Regions from separate parts of the Urocitellus parryii genome. Here region 2 is linked to region 1. Evidence: chromatin contacts called from public Hi-C data. All regions are on one chromosome and are shown on one strand. The core of a region is the stretch at or near the end of the contact, and the rest is flanking DNA. Distances in the headings are between cores, read along the strand shown. Region 1 holds the start of Gab2 (GRB2 associated binding protein 2). Region 2 holds the start of Nars2 (asparaginyl-tRNA synthetase 2, mitochondrial).

Region 1 (4,125 bases), core at 1,097-3,596:
CTCTCCAGCTTAGGAGACTGAGCCACTCCAGCCTATAGCCAGGGACCTCAGCCTACAGCCAGGAACCTCAGCCACAGTCTTTGCTCTCTGTGTAGCCGGAGCAAGGCAGCATAGTGATGAGGAAGAGCAGGTGGAGTGGGGGGCAGAAGAACACCCATAAGAGTCCCTTTCTCTGACCTTTGGGAAAAGATGGGTGAGAACATACTCTGTAACTGTTGCATTCCAAAAACATTAAACTTTTCTCTTTCCATACAGAATTGGGAATAACATCACAGGGTCTTTTACCAAACAAAATCAGACCCTAAAGAGTTTCTGGCAGAATGCAACCTAACCCCAGCTAACTGTTGCTGAACAGTTTCCCAGTTTGTGTTCTGAATCATATAACTCTCAGAGGATATGTAAAAGAAGACTACTCTCCCAGGGAAACACAGGGCATATGTCTGTCTGACTTCCATCACAAACCTTAGCTGCAGCCAAACCATGCAGATTTCTCAGACTGCAATTCTGGAGACTTGGCACCATGACTCAGATGTGAATGAAGTCAGGATTGCTTTATTTTGGTTGGGCGCCACCGCCTCCTCATTAATTTGGAAGACAAAGTATTTTGATGTTGAAGGTCCTTAAAGCCAGAAGTTAGACGTGGCTGTGTTCTGATGGTGGTCTTTGTGTTTGGTTTAAGGATACCTAAATTAAAAGGTTAAGGGAGCTCTTATTCCAGTCACACCTCGACTGCCATGGGGCAGTGCAAGATGCTGGTTCTCCAACTGATCTGTCTGCAACACAATTCCCTATTGATAATATGTGTTACTGTCCAAGTATAAGAAGTTAGAGGAGGATCAACCTTTATTTTAATGTATTATTTGTGGTACTGGGGATTGAACCCAGAAGCTCTCTCCCTCTGAGCTACATCCCTAATCCTTTTTATTTTGAGACAGGGTCTTACTAAGATGCTCAGGTTGGCCTTGAATTTGTGATCCTCCTGCCTCAGCCTCCAGGGTCACTGGGATTACAAGCCTGTGCCACCACACTCTGTAGGACCTACCTTTTAATGCTGCTTAAAAAGGCACTCTGAATTAAAAATGGCTCCTGGGACTGAAAATGTAGCTCAGTGGTAGAGCGCTTTCCTAGCTATGCCTGAGGCCCTAGGTTCATCTCCAGCAGCACAAAACAAAAAGATCTCCAGCAGCACCAAAAAAAAAAAAAAAAAAAAGAGCTCCTAGGGGAAAAATATTTTTAACCCTTCCCCTGAAGTACTAATGTTATTAGGTGTTCACTTTCACACACTTTTGAGTTAAACCTCACCACAAAGCAGTGAGAAAGGTATCATTATATCTCAATTTACATATGAGAAGTCTCATAGGTAGCCTGTGTCCAGGAATTGAAACTCTGGGAATTTTTACTTCAGTTTCTTGTTCTACACCGACTTGCCTATGACTTCTCTATGAAATACATTGACTAATTTTTGCTTTGGCTCTGCAAATCATACGAATTTTCTTTTGAATCCTGCTTTCCCAGAGGCAATGGGGACAGAGCCAGCTGGACTTTGTTTCTTGGCTATAAAAGGCTCCCAAGTTATCGGCAGACAGTAAAGCAGTTCTTCACGTTGAAAAGCAGGTGAGCAGGACCCTCCTCCCTTCCCCCACCTGAATTAGAAACTTTGCATTGTACTATCTTTGAGACCTTAGGCTATCTGTAAAATGGGAATAATACTGCCTGCCCAATTTGTAGAGGTGTGAAGACAATAAAGTAAACAAGGGATGTAAATACTCCCCATACTTAGTAGGTCGGCTTCCTTTCCTTGCACCCGAGTGGGTGCAAGAGTTAATAAACTCTCTGGGAAGCAGGTCACTAATTTCAGTCAGAACCTGACCTTGCTGAAACCTGAAACTACAGGAATGGATAAGTAACACAAGCAGCTCTCAGAGCCTTTCCCTGAAGACCCTCCCTGTAAAATCGACGTGCGAGGCAGGGTGCACAGCCTTCACACACCCCACCACCATGATCAGGGGCGAGGCGCTTGAGGCTGCCGCTTTGAGGCTTCAGGAAAAAAACAAGACCCGGGGGGCGTGCTGACTGGATTCCCGCCCCTCCCAGCACTCCGGCCTCCCGGGTCCCGCCGGGTGGTTTGCGTCTGAAGGCCTCTCTCCTGGGGGCGCTGCGGGCTGTGGGCGTGGCGAGCGCGCCCGCCTTCCTGCTGGGGCGCCCCCGCCGGGCTGCCTGGGAGTGCGGATCGCGCGCGCGCGGGGGGGGGCAGAGCGGGCGCGCGCGGGGCAGTCGGGCCCGCGCCGCGCCGCCTCGTCCTCGCCCGGGGCCGCCGGCCGCCCGGCCCCTCCCCTCCCCCGCGAGCTGCGCACCGCCGGCCGGCTGACCCAGCAGCCTGCGCCCGCGCCCTTGTCCGCGCGACCCGGCGGCGGGCTCCAGTCGGCGGTCAACATGAGCGGCGGCGGCGACGTGGTGTGCACCGGCTGGCTGAGGAAATCGCCCCCGGAGAAGAAGTTGAGGCGCTATGTGAGTGCGGGCGGCGACCGGGCGCGGCCGCCTTGGGGCGGGCGGGGGGCGTCCCGCGGCCTGCCGAGGGACTGGGGGCTCCCGGAGACGCCGCACGCCGCGGACAGGGCGGACCTGGGGCCTCTGGGGGGCGAGGGGCGGCCGGCGCGCCCCGCGGCTCTGGGGCGTGTGGGGCACCTGCACACCTGTCACAGGTGCGCCGCCGAGGGGCGGGGCGGCAGGTTGGGGCGGCAGCTCCTCGTGGGCTAGGCGGGTGTGTTGGCGGCACCTCCCCATCCAGCCTCCCTGTGAACTCAATACTGTATCGAAGTTTGTATTGATTGTTTTTGGAGAACGAGAGAGTTGACTCCCGGGATCGGGGGACCATGGCAGCCCCCAGCGGATTCAGCCTGCAGGATTTGGGGAGTGGGCGGGAAAGGGGGGCGTAGGCTGTGGGGCCGCGCCGCCCAGCCCCACAAAGGGCTAGGCGCCTCACGCCCTCTCCCCTTGCCTTTCTCCTCCCGCCCCTCCCGGGCGGCCGCCTGCTTCCTTCCAGTCCACAGCCGCCGCATCACGGGCAGCGTCAGCGGCATGTGCAGCCCTTGTATTAAGTGACTCATTTGTTTGTCCCCCTTCTTTATTCTGTATGTCTCTCACATACGCCGCCCCCCCCCACCCCGCCCCACGATGGTGACACTGCAGTTTGGTCTGTGCTAACTGGTCAGGGTTTTGTGTTGTGCAGCCCTTGGCGTCTAGGGTCGGGAGAGATCAAGGTTTTCAGTTGCCAGGTGGTGCTAACCGACAGTGTTTACTGAAATTGCTGGGACAGCCTCTCCCCTCTAGGTGAGAAACTGGCAGCATCTGGGGAAGGTGGTACAGACTGGAGCTGAGCGGTGTAGAGTTCTGGCTCGGCACAACCCAAAGGATGTCTCGCCTAGTGAGGTCAAAGTACAAGAGGGTGCCAGTTACTTAGGCTGAAATCGGTCCTGGAGTACTCTCAGGAATTTCGAAATGGAAGAAGGTCGCTAAAAAGTGCAAGGTCTTCCATCTTCTCCCTCCTCGCTTCCGTGAATGCCCTTGCTACACTGACTTGTGGGGCTGTACTCTGGGGATCACCCCCACAACCTGGAAGTGAGCTTTTGCTTTCCAGCTGCAGTGCATCAAGGGAGCTCTGAATACACCCTGTCCTCTTGTCCCTGCACCAGAGGCTGACCCTGGGGGAGAAGCTCACCAGTTTCCTGTCTTTGCTCCTGAGATCAGAATCAAGGGACTTCTGGCCTCTGGTCTGAGGAAGTGACATTCTGTTTTTCAAAGGAAGTGTTGTTGTTGGGAGTGCTTGTGTCAATGAAATCAGGCTCTTGCTTAGATCATTTGCTGGGAAAAAAAAAATAAGGATTTAGCACGTGACTTTTGAAAGGAGGCATAGATTTAACATAGTAGGGTGAGGCGGTGTTTTCTTCAGTTTTAAAGCTGATTTTCTGGGGTGCTGATGTAGCCCAAGTATTATAATTACTAAGAAACTTTTTTTTCTTGTTTAGAGGTGGATCAGATCATTAGGCAAATTTAATTTTTTAAATTAGGGGTAAGAAGGAGTAATTTGGTATTAACATTTTTATAATTTTTTTAAAAAAAAACCTT
Region 2 (4,125 bases), core at 1,186-3,685, 160 kb before region 1:
TAAAGAGTTCCCGCCACATAGTAGGCATTCTATTTTTTATATTTATTTTTAGCTATACCTTTTTAAAATATTTTATTAGTTATTGCTGGACCTTTATTTATTTATTTGTTTATATGTGGTGCTGAGGATCAAACCCAGGACATCACACGTGCTAGGCGAGCACTCTACCGCTGAGCCACAACCCCAGCCCTGTAGTAGATATTCTATAGTACACTAGTTGTCATTATTGCTAATAGGGCAAGATATTCATTTTAGAAACATCATTCTGGCTACTGTCTAGAGTGTGATAAATCTAAACTCAAAGATGCAAATCTAATATTGAAAACTAAACAAGAAGATACAATTTGATATAGTACAAGAGATAGGTGGTAGTTTGAACTCAGCACCAGAAGCATGAATGCTATAGTCAACTTTCTGTATGCATATGCATTTTTTTAATTAACATTGCTGATTTTCAGATTCACCCACTGATTTCCCTTTTCTTTACCATATTACTAAGCTGTAGTTCCTGCTTACAAAATAACCCTTTGGCTTAAACAAGTGGGGAAAAAGAAGTCAGGATTCCCACTGAGACTTAAACCCCAGTTCTTTAAATGCACATCATCCTGTGGGGTGGGAGAGAGAGGGGAGAATGAAGGCAAGACAGAAAAATGTCCTGAGAAAAAACTGAACCAATTCTTTGGTATGTTTGAACATTTGGAAAGGGTAGGTGTAGTTAAAAACTAGGTTTGCAATGGGATGCACATCAATGTGGGCAACATGCCTTGTTTTCCAGATTTTTAAATCAACCCACTAAAGGTGTACTTATTTTGTTAAAGCCCATCACTCCAAAGGCAGTAAGTTTCCAACCTTTTCTTTTTTCAAGGTTCAAGAAGTGTTCAAGATATTTTCTAGTCTGTCTTGAGAACACTTGTACAATACTTTATTTATTTTTATTTATTTTGTGGGACTGGAGATTAAACCCCCGGGGAACTCTATCACTGAGCTACATCCCATCCTTCCTATTTTTATTTTGAGACAGGATTTCTCTAAGTTGCCAATGCTGGCCTTGAAGTTAAGATCCTCCTACCTCAGCCTCCTGGGTTGCTGGGATTACAGGCATGTACCATCACAACCTGCTGTACAATCCTTTTAAGCTATTTGTCCCCTTGACAACTTAAAAAATTTTTTTTAGTTGTAGATGGACACAATACCTTTGTTTTATTTATTATTTTTATGTGGTGCAGAGAGTTGAACCCAGTGCCTCACATGTGCTAGGCAAGCCCTATCTCTTAACAGCTTTTCCAGTTTATCTTTGGGCAGGAAATTTTCTTACTATCCATCTGATAAAATTCTGATCCTTCTCAAAAATTCAGCTCTATTACCTCCTTCTATAGACTACCTCTTCCACTCATTGCATTCATCTACATGTACTGGTTTATTTTGCAGTGATCTTTTTCTGGCCAGTCTCCCTTTCTAGACCATAAGCTTTTTATGGGAGGGATCACTGTTTAATTTCCACCTTGAAATGACGTGTAGCATGATAGTTTAGTGAATAGAGTCAGGACTTTTGGGTTTAAATCTTGTTATCACTGAACAGGTCATTCATTCTTTCTCTAAATTCTCTTATCTGTAAAATGGATATAACAGTGGCAACTTTGAGTAATTAGCTCTCACTTCTACCTTTTATTGTTTAACAAGATAGAAACATTTTCACGAGCTTCACTGAGATATGGGGAAAATTATTTTTTTTGGTATAAATTTAGAATATAGCAGAATATATTAAAGGGTCATTGTTTTCCGATGAATCAGATGCAGATAACTGTGTTGGAAAAAAGAGAGACTCAAGATTCTGGCAGGCAACGCTTGTTATTTCTCCATTCTCTCTCCATCATAGTTACCCCCTCATGTCTCCTCTAGACTCCTGTATTCAAGGTCTCTTTATTCCTCTTAGTTACTTCCTTTCATAGGACTACCTTCTTCAGAAAGCCATTTCTGATATCCAGCTTGGGTTCTGTAGGCACCTGATCACCCTTTTACGTAATTATCTATTTGGATGTCTGATACCACCCAACTGTGATTTGATCAGGGACAGTGTCTGATTTTCTTCTGAGTTCACAACTCAGGAACGACTGACACCCTAGGGTCACTACTCTCATCAATTAAGTCTTCTGGATGTTTTCCCTCTGCCTTTCAAGTGCTCTCAGTTCTCCCTGAAAGCTTTAGGAAAGAGGCTCTGAGACTTCACCCCAGCTGCACTCCCTTGCCCAGCCGGTGAAAACGCCTACACCAGGTTCTGCCTTAGCCCCGCCCCATCTTGGCTCCTGACCCCGCCCTCACCTCCGCCCCGCCTCCTTAGTCGAGCACACAAGTACGCATGCTCCGTTTTAGCCCTTCTTAGCGTGATGACACAGGCGACGTTGACGTGGTTACGTAGGGCCAGTGGGAGCGTAGATTGCAGCGGAGGGGTGTACTTTTGCTAGTAGTGCGCGGCAGTGGGTCGCGTGGTCCGCCCAGGCGCGCCGTTTGGTTTTGGCACTTGCTGAGTGTGCCTGGAAGTGGGGAACAGAGACGGTCGTTGGGTTGAGCTGGGGGCTGCTGCGCCTGAGGACAGGGCTGTGACCGTGTTTAGGGGAACAGCTGAGAAGGAGGGCCCTTGACGGCAGGATCCGAACCCGCTGTGGCCAGGGCTGGTCCCGCGGTGACCTGGGGCGGCCGCGAGATGCTCGGGGCCCGGTGTCTGCTTCGAGCCCTGCTCTCCTGCTCCACTGCTCCCTGCCCCAGGCATAGGCCTTTCGCCAGACTGAGCGTACGGGACGCTCTCGGGTCCCAGAACGCGAGTGGGGAGCGCGTTAAAGTTCAGGTGGGTGTGGGGAAAGGGATTTTTCTTTAGGGACTTATGTGGCACATCCACACCTAGCGTTACTTTGTGTTGTTGGGTCAGACAGAATGATCAGCAGAGAAAAGTTAGAAAGTGTAGGTATAGCGCGAGTTCCTATTTCTCCATTTCCTCGGATACCTGCCGTTACTCTTTGCAAAACTGCTCTAGTGACTGTGAACTTGGTTTTCAAGATACCTGTAAACTTGTTATTCAATCAGGAAAGTGTAAGCGAACAGGGCCCCTTTCTCTTTTTACATCTCATGATATCCGCGGGCATATATAGTGGTTGCCTTGCCCTGGCCCCTTGAGGGGAGAAACTTTGTCGTGACTGGCAGTAAATATTCGTTCTAATAAATTGGGGCTTTGATTCAGCTTTTAGCCACCTTAGTGCCTAAAATTGGGCCTGCGTGTAATTTATGTTTAATAAATTAGGAGAAAGAGTGGAATGTAGCAGTTTGAAAGAGCCCTGGGGTGGAGGTGTGTAAGTTTCAATCTCTCCCACTAAGTAACTTGTTAATTATGAGCATGTTAAGCGCTTAAACTTAAGTTTCTTTTTATGAAAACAGATAATAGTCCCTACTTTTGGGACTATAAAGAGTAGCCCACAGTCAATAAATGTTAGCCACTATTATTTCCTTCATTCCTTAAAAGAGCAGGTTAAGCAAAGTAGTTGACTGCTTCTCATTAGATTACTAAAACACATTGATAACAGTTATTTTGATATCATCATATATCCTTGCTGTTATTATGATCTGCTCCTCCATACATTTATTTGGGTTTCATATTCTTTCCATGATCCAATTCAAAAAATTGCATTTATCAGTTAATTTAGAATGTATAAATGACACCTTTTGTGTGCTGGTCAAAAGAGAAATCAAAGATGGAAAGAACAGAATTTAGTGCTTACCATCTAATATGGTAGGTATCAACCACTTGTGGCTTCGAGCACTTGAAATGTGATGAGCCTGAATTGAGATATGTTGTAAGTTTAAAATACATAATAATTTTGAAGAACAAAAAAGATTGCAAAATCTCTATTTTTCTCTCTCTAAACACACATGTGTGCATGTGTGTCTATCTATGTATATACATCTGTGGGGCTTGTGTTTTTTGTTTATTTGTTTGCAGTACTGGGAATTCAACTCAGGGCTTCACACATGCTATGCAGGCACTCTACCACTGATACACCAACCGTTTTTAAAAAATTAATTTGCCCAGGTTGGCCTTGAACTTGTGATCCTCCTGCATCAGCCTCTTGAGTAGCA

What was found. Hi-C and Micro-C count contacts between places; a contact is called where the count stands out from the background.
Region 2: a Hi-C map of muscle shows a contact between it and region 1, with 4 times the contacts expected there. The contact joins the promoter of Nars2 here to the promoter of Gab2 in region 1. A contact is called at or near these places in 2 of 2 Hi-C or Micro-C datasets (liver and muscle).

What each region holds. Positions count from the first base shown.
Region 1 is chr4:68,678,156-68,682,280 of mUroPar1.hap1, reverse strand. It overlaps Gab2 (GRB2 associated binding protein 2), which reads left to right and starts at 2,346. Exons shown (of 10, transcript XM_026387337.2): 1 at 2,346-2,508. The coding sequence starts at 2,434.
Region 2 is chr4:68,837,625-68,841,749 of mUroPar1.hap1, reverse strand. Nars2 (asparaginyl-tRNA synthetase 2, mitochondrial) reads left to right here and starts at 2,435. Exons shown (of 14, transcript XM_077797640.1): 1 at 2,435-2,842. The coding sequence starts at 2,702.